2 separate regions of the Sus scrofa genome follow, and region 2 is linked to region 1. Evidence: chromatin contacts called from public Hi-C data. All regions are on one chromosome and are shown on one strand. Each heading gives the region's core, a stretch centred on a gene start, on an enhancer-like site or on the middle of the called end of the contact. The rest is flanking DNA. Distances are from core to core; before and after follow the strand shown.

Region 1 (5,331 bases), core at 1,293-3,792:
CTTTGCCCTGGGAAGACACATTCCCTTCACCGCTACCAAAAGCACCTTCTCTGCCCCGGGCTCTGGCTCTCCACGCCTTGTCAGTGTTTCCAGCTGCCCACCAGTGTTGTTCTGGGCCTCGATGGGCGCAGAAACCTCAGCACCTGCCTTAAGGCCTTCACCAGCAGCCCAACAGAGCGGGCAGCCACTTCCATCTGGAACGAGCTCGACATCTTGGCTTTTGAAATCGGTGCCTCAGTCCACTAGGCCCCACGTGGCGGGAAGCCTGGTGGAATGGGCACAGGATGAGTCCTGGAGCAACTGTTCTGTACTGCCCGCTCCCAGCTGGTCTGCCCAGAGAAGGCCACTTCACATTGAGCTGCCCCAATAAACTGCCTTTTACCCGTGGACTCCCCTTCTCTGATCCTGACAGCATCCCTGGGGCCCCTCGCAGCCACTGCCTGCCCTTCATGGAGAAGCTCTCTGGAGCAGGGGTTCTTAATTACCTGCAGGCCCCAGGGTCTCTGCAACTCCCTGTAATTGTGAGTACAGGTGTATTTTTTTCTGGGGAGAGCATCTGAGCTGTTGTTAGATTCTTAAAGGATCTGTGACCCAGGAAAGCAGAGACCCTGTTTTGGAGAATAGAAGCCATACTTTGCTGACCCCCAGAGACTCAGGTCTTGATAGCCCCCAGGGACTGTGCTGGAACTGTGTGTCCTAACATGGCCAGAAATGAATCCAAGCCACATACCTAGCTCCTTGCCCCTTGTACCCAAGGCCTGCCCTGTGGGAGGGGCCCACAGTCTGAGGGGAAAGGCCTGGCCTTTGGAGCTGTACTAAGGCTCATTTCACCCTGAGCCTTGTCTGTGAAATGGGGATAATACTGACCTCATAGGGTTACTGTGACAGTTAAATGAGATAGTGTATAATGTTCCCGGTACGTAGCAGGTGCTCTGTGTTAGTCGTCCTCTGTCCTTCCCGCAGAATTTTGTATTAATTACTGTGGTACCTGCCACAAGCCACATGCTGGGCCAAGGAGCTCAGGCCCTGGAGAAACTGGGATGGAGGGTGCTAGGTAACTTCGGAGATCAGTCTAAGGGGAGGCAGGCCAGTGCATACTTTGGAGTGAGAGGTCCCAAGATCAGTTCTTTATGGGGAACAGTGTGCCCTTGTGAAGGGAGCAGCATGGGACTACCGTAAAATCTAAGATGATCCCGGGCTTAAGGCGGGAATGTGGGGAGAGGGTTCCTGGGAGAAGAGGCTGCATGAACAAAGGGCAGGAGGTGGGGAAGCTCAGGGTATATGAAAGGAGGAGACCTGTTCCATGGAAGTCCCTGAGCAGGGACAGAGAGGGTAAGGCTGCCAAGATGAGTTTAGGTGGAAACTGTTCAGCCAGCTCTGAGCTAGAGGTAGATTGATGTGGCATCGTGTGCAGAAAGGCAGGAGGGCTGGGCTGCAGGGCAGGAGTTAGGGGCAGCCAGTGGGGATAGAGGTAGAATCCATTAAGGAGATGCACAGAGGGAGGTTTTGATGTTCTTGGCTTGGTGGACCAGTGTAAAAGGTCAGAAAAGGATGGCTGCCTTCTTTCTCCACAGTTACCTTCGTCATCTGCCCCAGGATCGTGGTTGGAACACTGAGAATAGTTGAAGTCTTGGAGATACTTGTGGTAGCTTTTATTTAGACCCATGGTGGTACTGAGGCAGTGAGCTGGAGGCCCCTGTGTCAGTTTAGAAGGAATGGGAGCCAGCAGTGCTGAGTAGAGGCTCAGCCTGACTCTGCATTAAGCGCTTCAAAACTCGCCCTAGTCCTCCCAAGAGCCTAGGCTGTCCCAGAGGTGGGCCTCGCCATTTCTATTGCCGGCCTAGGACCGTGGCCTGGAGACAAAGTGAAATGTCCAGATAACAGGCCTAGTGAGACATGGGGCTTGGAGATGAACTGAGCTAGAGCAATCTGCCAGACTGCCTCCAGCGTACGCCACCGGGCTGGGTAGGACAGGCTAGTGCCAAGGCCCGGTGAGCAGCGGGACAAAGTTCCCCCATCCCCCAGTGGCTGAACTTTTTCCAGCCACTACCTTCCTGGAGATAGTGGAGGTGGGGCATGGCTCCTAGTCCTGGGCCAGTGAAGACCGAGGAGGTGGCCCGCGGTGGGCCAGCCACCGCTCCAGAACGCTTGGGCCCAGACCTGGGCCAATAGGATGAAGAGGCGGGATCCGGCCCAAACTCGGCGGGAAGCGGGCTCTGGGCTCCCGAAGGAGGCCAGGGTGGGCGGAGCCAAAGGGCTCTCGACTCTGTTGATTGGCCACGGCAGCAGAGCTGTCTCTCTAGGATTGAGCCTTTTCTTTTCGGGGGGGCGGACCCGCGCGCCCCTTCCGCCAATAGCACTCGGAGAACCCACCTCCTACTGGGCACTTCCGGCCTTGCACCCCTCCACTCGCTGTCCGAGCAGCAGCTCCATAGGCCCAGCCCCGGCGTACAAGGATCACTTCCGGTGGTACTTCACTACCAAGAGCTGCGATTGGGCGACCGTGGAAGGGGCATTTCCGGTGTCCAGGTGCTTGGGTTCTTTGGCAGAAGTAGGAAGATGGAGCTCGGCGCCGCGGCCGTGCTTGGTCGCTCTTGTGGCTGCTGCTTCCCTTGCTTGGCCTGGTCGGCGCCAGCGGTCCCCGTACCTTAGTGCTTCTGGACAACCTCAACCTGCGGGAGACGCATTCACTTTTCTTCCGGAGCCTAAAGGGTGAGATTGGGGCCCGAGGCGGTGGCAGGTGGAAAGTCTGGGGATGGAAAGGTACCCAAGCCCGAGGACGCTGGCCACCCTCCTTCCCCCTGGTTTTCCACGAGCTGGCCGCCCGAGTCTGACCTGCCGCTAGTGGGGCGGGAGGGAGGGTGTGGGGGAGCACGCTCATGTTTTTTGCGGCAGTGGTTTACCTTTGCGACCCGTCTGCCTCAGCTCTCTGTTTTCTTTTGCAGATCGGGGCTTCGTACTCACATTCAAGACCGCAGATGACCCCAGCCTGTCCCTCATTAAGTACGGAGAGTTCCTCTATGACAATCTCATCGTCTTTTCACCTTCGGTAGAAGGTAAGGGCTGCGAGTCGTTCTCAGAACTGGGGTTCGAGGCCCAGGACTGGACCTTGGGCATCTTCTGGGATGGGATGGGTAACCAGACCTGGGCGCTGCTGCTACCAGAGAGGAGAAAGTGTTAACTTCTAACCTGGGCTTAGGAGAGGACATCTCTTTCTCGAAAGATACAGCTGAGGATTGTGGAATCACGTGTTGTTGCAGATCGTAGAACTCCCTGCTCTGCTACTCTGAGAAGGGAGTTTTCGCTGTTAAAGGACTCTGCCTGTGTGGAAAGAGGAAAGGGCATGTTCTAAATGGGATTTGCTGTAAAGAGATAAGTTGGTGGTAACTTGATTCTAAGAATTCAGATGGGATCTTAGGCTGAAAAGAACCTTTAGTGATTATCTAGTGCAACCTCCTATTTGAGGCTGTGGGGTTTTGTCCAGGGCTGGGCTAGTTGTTGAGTGGAATGAACATCTTCACCAGATTTTTCCATTGACATTGCTGTGAGAGAGCTCACTCTCTTATGAGGCAGCCTGCTCCACCACTGGATACTCTGTTAAGAAGTTCTTATATTAAGCTGAAGTTTTTCTCCCACTTCCCGCTGTTTTTGTTTTTGTTTTTGTTTTTGGCTGCTCCTGTGGTATGTGGAAGTGCCCAGGCCAGGGATCGCAGATTGAACCTGCACCATAGTGCAGTGGAAGTATGGGATCCTTAACATGCTGCACCACAAGAGAACCCCCCTATCCCGCCTCGCTGTGTTTATTTGGGTGGGTGAGAGGGGAGGGAAAGGGTTTCTTATACTCCCCAGGGCCTTAGAGAATAGGTCTAATGCTTATTTTGTTTATAACCATAGCCTTTGCCTAATCATGGCTTATTCTCTTGTTTCTTCTTCAGACTAAATATCCCCAGTTCCTTGGTCTGTTCCTCTTTTGCTGTGCTTTTTTTTTTTTTTTTTTCCTTGTCTTGTCTTTTTGCCTATTTTCTAGGGCCACTCCCGTGGCATATGGAGGTTCCCAGGCTAGGGGTCTAATCGGAACTGTAGCCACCGGCCTACACCAGAGCCACAGCAACGCAGGATCCGAGCCACGTCTGAAACCTACACCACAGCTCACAACAATGCCAGATCCTTAACCCACTGAGCAAGGCCAGGGATGGAACCCGCAACCTCATGGTTCCTAGTTGGATTCGTTAACCACTGAGCCACGATGGGAACTCCTTGTGCTGTTTTGGTGAGCATTCTAGTTGTTCTCTTTAGTGGGTTTTTTTTTTTTTTTTTTTGTCTTTTTTGTCTTTTTTTTGTCTCTTTAGCACTGCATCTGTGGCATATGGAGGTTCCCAGGCTAGGGGTCCAACCGGAGCTGTAGCCGCTGGCCTATGCCACAGCAACGCACGATTTGTGCCAAGTCTGCAGCCTACATCAGAGCTCACGGCAACTTCGGATCTTTAACCCACTGAGCGAGGCCAGGGATCGAACCCTTGTCCTCTTGGATGCTAGTCGGGTTTGCTAACCGCTGAGCCACAACAGGAACTCCCTCTTCTGTAGTGGTTTTGATTTTATTTTTTTCTCAGAGTACACACATTGTCCATGCGTGGGGTAAGGACTGTTATCGCTTCCTTCAATTGCTGAAGCTTAGGAAGTCTTTCTCTTTATTGTGTATCTATTTTATTCTCTGTAATTTGTGGGACATTGGGCCCCGCCAAATCCCTGATGTATTTTTCCCTTAGTTCCCATCAGGGAACCCCAAGTCCCCTGTCTTTGGAACGGACTTTTTGGAGGCCAGTGCCATTGGGTGGATGTGACCTTATATTGTATCGGTTAAAATCTTCAAGTCACTAGGCAGGCAAATGGAGCCTTTAGCAGGTTGATTGGCATTTTCCAGGTTGCTGCCGTGTTGGCATTCTGAAATCAGTACTGAACAGACTGAGAGCCTGCGCTCCAGGAATCTTTCAGTCTGACTTTGAGGAAATAAAAATAAAGACTTGAAATGAGTTCCCAAACCATGTGTCGGGATGTCCAGGATGGAGTAGAGGGACTGACTGTCCAAGCTGTGCTCTGGAGGCAGCCCAGGACTGTCACTAGCGGCGGAGGCCGAGGTGGACTGTTGTTGGTGGGAGAAATGGTAGAGCCTGAAACAATTCACACGTTTTCTCATTTTTGTACCTCCTTCATGATTTTTACCTTATTCTGTATCTTTTGTGCTAATATTTTTCTTCAAATTGACCCACTTAAAAGAAAATGACAATAAGTTTAAAAGGAAACCAGTAATGGACCCATTATCACCACCGAAAA
Region 2 (5,331 bases), core at 1,564-4,063, 110 kb before region 1:
TGGAGAGCTTTTGATTCTCAGCTACAGAGGTTGAAACAATTAATTCATGGGAGTTCCTATTGTGCCTCAGCGGGTTAATAACCCAACTGGCATCCATATGCCACAGGTGCGGCCCTAAAAAGCAAAAAAATAAATAAGTAAAACAGTGAATTCTCAACTATCAATTTGAGGCCAGTATTTCAGTTCTCCTTGCTACTATCACTTTGAAAGTGCTATAGAAGAGAGTGAAGCTTAAAAGGAATGAATGTTGGAACTTCAAGGACTTTGATATCAGTGTGAGAAGTCTCCGGGCAAGAGGGTTTTACTAGTGCTGTGACCATAACTCCATACACTCTATAAGATCTGTCCTGCTCCTAAACACACAAAGGTATGTGTTCCCTCCAGTGAAGAACATCAAACAGCCTCACTGCTTAAGTAAAGGGTATAAAACTCATCATGTAACTGTTTTTAACAAACGCAACTGAATGATGTATACTATACAACCAGTATAGCTCAAAGAAAGCCAAGTGAGAAAAACTATAAAACCATACCCCCAAGGAGTCTTAACGCAGATTCAGCTAAGTATAAAAATCAAAACTGATGACATATTACATTTAGCAGAGGTAAAATGCCTAAGCACTAAAACACGCACAATAAAAATTTCAAATCCCTTTGTAAGTGAAAAACAGCTTCAGACTTGAGCGGTAGATTTAGTGCATGGAGTGGGGGCACGTGCAAGCCTCCATGTGCACCCTCTTGAAAAATAATTTTGTTTCAGGGTTTTCCCTCAGGTGTATATATTGCAAACAACAGAGTAAGGTTTGTGTTTGTGTGTTTTTTAAAATAAAAAATCTGTGGAGAGGAGAAATCTAGTTTTCTCTTACCTGTGTGTCAACTTCTTGCATGAGATGGGGCTACAGACATTTGAGGGAAAAAGAGGAAAGATAGGATGTTTTAAGTATTTGAATACATAAACATGGAAGAGTCTTTACAAAGGGAGATTGGACTTCCTACTGTGTGGCACAACGGAATCAGCAGCATCTCTGCAGCGCCAGGATGCAGGTTCAATCCCTGGCACCTACAGTGGGTTAAAAGATCCTGTACTCACAGCTGCAGTGTAGGTAGAAAACTGCTGGCTCATGGGAGTCCCGCAGCAGAGATGAATCCAACTGAGGTTGCAGGTTCGATCCCTGACCTCGCTCAGTGGTTTAAGGATCCGGTGTTGCTGTGAGCTGTGGTGTGGGTCACAAATGCAGCTCAGATGCTGTGGATGTGGTGTAGGCTGAGAGCTGTAGCTCCCATTCGACCCTTAGCCTGGGAACTCTATATACTGCGGGTGTAACCCTAGAAAGTACACACACATAAAAATCTGGGCTCAGGAGTTCCCGTCGTGGTGCAGTGGTTAACAAATCTGACTAGGAACGATGAGGTTGCGGGTTCGATCCCTGCCCTTGCTCAGTGGGTTAACAATCCAGCATTGCCATGTAGGTCGCAGACATGGCTCGGATCCTGCGTTGTTGTGGCTCTGGCATAGGCTGGTGGCTACAGCTCCGATTCAACCCCTAGCCTGGGAACCTCCATATGCCATGGGAGCGGCCCAAGAAAAAAGGCAAAAAGACAAAAAAAAAAAAAAGAAAGCAAATTAAAAAAAAAAAAAATCTAGGCTCAGGTCTGATCGCTGCCCAGGAACTCCATAAGCCACAGGGCAGCCAAAAAAGAGGGAAAAGGGGGGGGGGAGACAAAAGATAGAAATGTTGATAAGGAAATGAGTAGGTTGAAGAAATGGCACAAAGTAACCAAAACCCCTTGTGAACATGTTTAGCCTGACACTAGAACACCAGGGCACTGGTAATGTAATCGGGATGTTAATGATAACACCTTGTAAAGAATTGGTGGTGGTGTGGTGGTTAAATTTTTATACAGCTGATCTTGGAACAGATGGAGTAGATGGCTATACCTGGGAAGGCTGGTGAGACAGTTAATGGCAGAGCCTGAGGACTGAGCTAAATGATTTCACAAATCTTTAAAATGACAGGAACATGCATTTGAGAATTAGTCATACTACTGTGAGCCTCAAGGCAATTGTGCTTATTATTTCCCTATATTCATTACCCAAACCCTCTCTACCCCCGACAAAACACCTACTATTGGAGATACATCGAATTTTCCCAAACTGATTTTGAAAAGTTACACTTTTTAACAATACGTAGCCTAAGTACGCTGATACCAACCTAATATGACATTTCCTAGGGAATTCCGTTTTCTAATCCCAAGGTTTCCTTGTTGAGAACCCTCCCGCGTTTGCGGATTAGGGAGCCAGGGAAGACTCATGATTAGAAAATCAACTTTCACAGTTCTTTTCCTGAGCCATTACTCTGCCCTGTACTGTATGGATACTTAATGGGAACGAATGAGAGGAAATGAACTTTCCGCTGAATTCCTAATTATTCCACGGTCTTCAAAGAAGCTAAACTGAGAAGCGGGAAATGCCAACCCCTCTAACGGCAGGCAGGCGGATCGCCAAAGCCAAAGCCCAGTTAAGACCGGGGACTGAAATAGACCACAGAAGTGTAAGTGAAAAGAGTGTCCTTCCGAGGAAGCGAAACCTCACCACCCAAGCTAACGCGCGCCACTAGCACAGCGCCGGCGAAAGCTGCGCGCGGACACAGACCCCAGCCGGGTCGTCCCCGCGTCCCGGAGCGCCCTCTCGCGCCCCCGCGCGCCCGACCGGGGAGGCAAATCTCGCGCGCTCCCTTCGCTCCCGCGGGCTCGGGGCGCGGCCACCGGCGCGCGGGGGGGGCGGGGCTGGCAAAGGGGGCGCGCGCGAGCGCGCGCGCGGGGCCGCGGGCAGGGGGGCGGGGCGGCAGAGCTCGGCGGCTGGGCCTGGAGGACAGCGGCGGCGGTGGTGACGAGCGGCTACGACAGCGGCGTTGAGAAGCTGTGCGGGACGCGGGCGCCAGGAAGGGGGGAGCGCAGAGGTAACGCAGTACGGAACAGGCGGACGGGGAGTGGGCGCGGGTCGGCTAGACCCGAAGGCGAGTGGCAGAGGACGCTTGCCCGGGGCGCCGCCGCCGCTCCCTGAGCGGAGGGGGCGGGGCGCCCGCGTCCCTGGAGGTGGTGCCTTTTGTCTGCCTTCCCCGGCCGCTCCGCCCCCCCCATCCCTCCCCCCTGCGACCTAGCCCCCTGCCCCTTGAGCTGAAGCCTCCTCCGGGGCCCTCTGGCACGCGCGCTCCCGCCCTTGTTTTGTTTGGACTAGGGGAAGGTGGGGGAGCTCTTCCCTGATCGAGGGCCCTGCGTCCCAGTGCGCCTGCGCTGGCGTCCTCCCGCCCGCTCCGATTGGCTGAGAGTTTGCGCATGCTCCGGAGCCCCGCGGTGGACCCCCGACGTCCGCCCCCGCCCTCCCCTTCACCCCACTCCCTCAGCGGTTTTCCGGGCCGGTTCGAAAGATGCCGGCGGCGGTGACTGGCTGCGGCGGTCCCGCCCCCCCGGGTTCTCCGCCCCTGCCGCCGCCGCCGCCGCCATTACGGAGCTCCCAGCGGTGAGTGCGCGGGGCGTTGGTGCCCACGGTCCGCCGCTTCTTGGCTCGCGCGGGCGGGCGCTGCCCGGATCGCGGCGTGGGCCTCCCAGCGTGCCTTCCGCAGCGTGAGCCCGAGCTGTCAGCCGGTGTCCTCGGTGTCCGCCGCCGCTGAGCCCGCCCTCCTTGGCCTCGCAGTCTTCATCTTAGCTCCGCTCTCCCCCGCCTTGTGCTCGCGCAGCACACCGGCCGCTCCCTGCCTTTGTCTCTGCTGGTCTTTGCCCAGTCTCTCGGCGGTCTGGGCGCGCTGTCAGCTGTTGGCGTCCCTGAAAAGCCTTTTGCTGTTGCTGCCGCTGCCGCTGCCGCTGCTGCTGCGACGCGGGCCTAAGCTTTCGTTTTCCCGTATGGCTTTCCTAGAGCTTGTTGCTCACCGCTCCTTAGACGGTGTGGTTCTAGTTAACAAAGTCCAACTTGTGACTAGGAGCGTTTGTATAGAGATGGAGGCAGGAGTGGTCGAGTGAGAGCCCGGTTTCAGAGTTTTGATACCGAATTGACTACTGTGATGGAGAACGAGTCACAACTTTTTTGAGGGAGTGCGCTCCCCTGCACAAAGGACTGCGCAAGGTGAACCTTACCGCCCTCTCCGCATAGGCATTTTCTCTCTGTGGTTTATTATGCTTCCTGACTTTTCGTTACATTGAAAAGTGAAAATTAGTTAGAAATATACCCAGGAATTCGCCTGGAACTTTACTGACAAGCCGGCTTGTCTTAGAGTGAAGTTAGACGTGACTAGTTTAATTTTGGAAGATAGATTTGTTTCATCTGGAAAGGCATAAACCTGTTCAGAGCTTTTAAAGTTTTTATTGCTCTTTCCAAAAGTCTAGTGTAACGTGTTTCAAAGCAGAAGTAATATTTTAGAGGATATTGTTGGCTTTCTTTCTAAGCTTAATTGGAAGACTGAAGACGGCAAGTTGGAGCAAGTGTCCTGAACTCTTCTTCGTGTTTAGATGAAAATCCTAACTCTTCAGCCAGTTAGGTTATGCTTATCTTGTGAGGATTCCCGTAGTGTCCTTAGCATCTATGCCCAAGACAGACACTAATTAAGTAATACTGAATTACTTGGTTTATTGAAATGTGAAAGAAGTTGCCAGCAAATTATAGGCATGCTTTTTGTGACATTACCAGTGAAGTCTGAATATAATGAAAGACATTAGATTGGGAACAATTTGTTGTATTCAGCGCATAGCTAATGACATTATATTGCAGACATTTTATGGTAAAATATGAAATAATTGTATTTTTCCTAAAATGCATGTTTTCAAGGATATCATTAAACTGAAACACATTTTAAACTTACGCTTATTTTTCTAGTGCTTTCTCTTCATGTAGAGAAGGTAAATTAAAACTCAGCAATTATGGACTTTGTACTTTTACAACCTTTTCTCCATTGCTTGCATTTAAACAACTTAGCATTTCCCTCAACAAAAGCAAATCTTATATATTATTCATATGACATTAAATTTAAAATGTAAAAACAGATTGATGATCACAGGAAGACCACATAAACCACAGGTAACAGATTGATTTGGGCACATACAAGAATCCTGGTGAAAAACTTATTAAGTTTCATCTCTTCATTCTTTCACTTAACAAATATTTGTTGAGCACCAATTCCATGCCTGCTATGTTTCTTAGGCCCCAAGTATACAGTAGTAAACCAGCCAGATAAGAGCCATGCCAGAAAACAAGTATGGCAGCTTAAAAGTCTGATCACTCAGAACTCCAGCAACAAAAGTTAAATGGGTACATGTGGTGGTGGTGGGGTTTTTGTTTTGTTT

Evidence for each region. A called contact is a pair of places that touch in the nucleus more often than the background predicts.
Region 2: a Hi-C map of liver shows a contact between it and region 1, with 6 times the contacts expected there. The contact joins the promoter of HP1BP3 here to the promoter of DDOST in region 1. A contact is called at or near these places in 3 of 47 Hi-C or Micro-C datasets (heart right ventricle, liver and skeletal muscle) and 2 of 2 datasets of contacts at active chromatin or transcription factors (alveolar macrophages and skeletal muscle).

The regions. Positions count from the first base shown.
Region 1 is chr6:78,892,931-78,898,261 of Sscrofa11.1, reverse strand. DDOST (dolichyl-diphosphooligosaccharide--protein glycosyltransferase non-catalytic subunit) reads left to right here and starts at 2,542. Exons shown (of 12, transcript NM_214188.1): 1 at 2,542-2,578; 2 at 2,581-2,712; 3 at 2,946-3,056. The coding sequence starts at 2,560.
Region 2 is chr6:79,005,403-79,010,733 of Sscrofa11.1, reverse strand. HP1BP3 (heterochromatin protein 1-binding protein 3) reads left to right here and starts at 2,813. Exons shown (of 12, transcript XM_021097635.1): 1 at 2,813-2,957.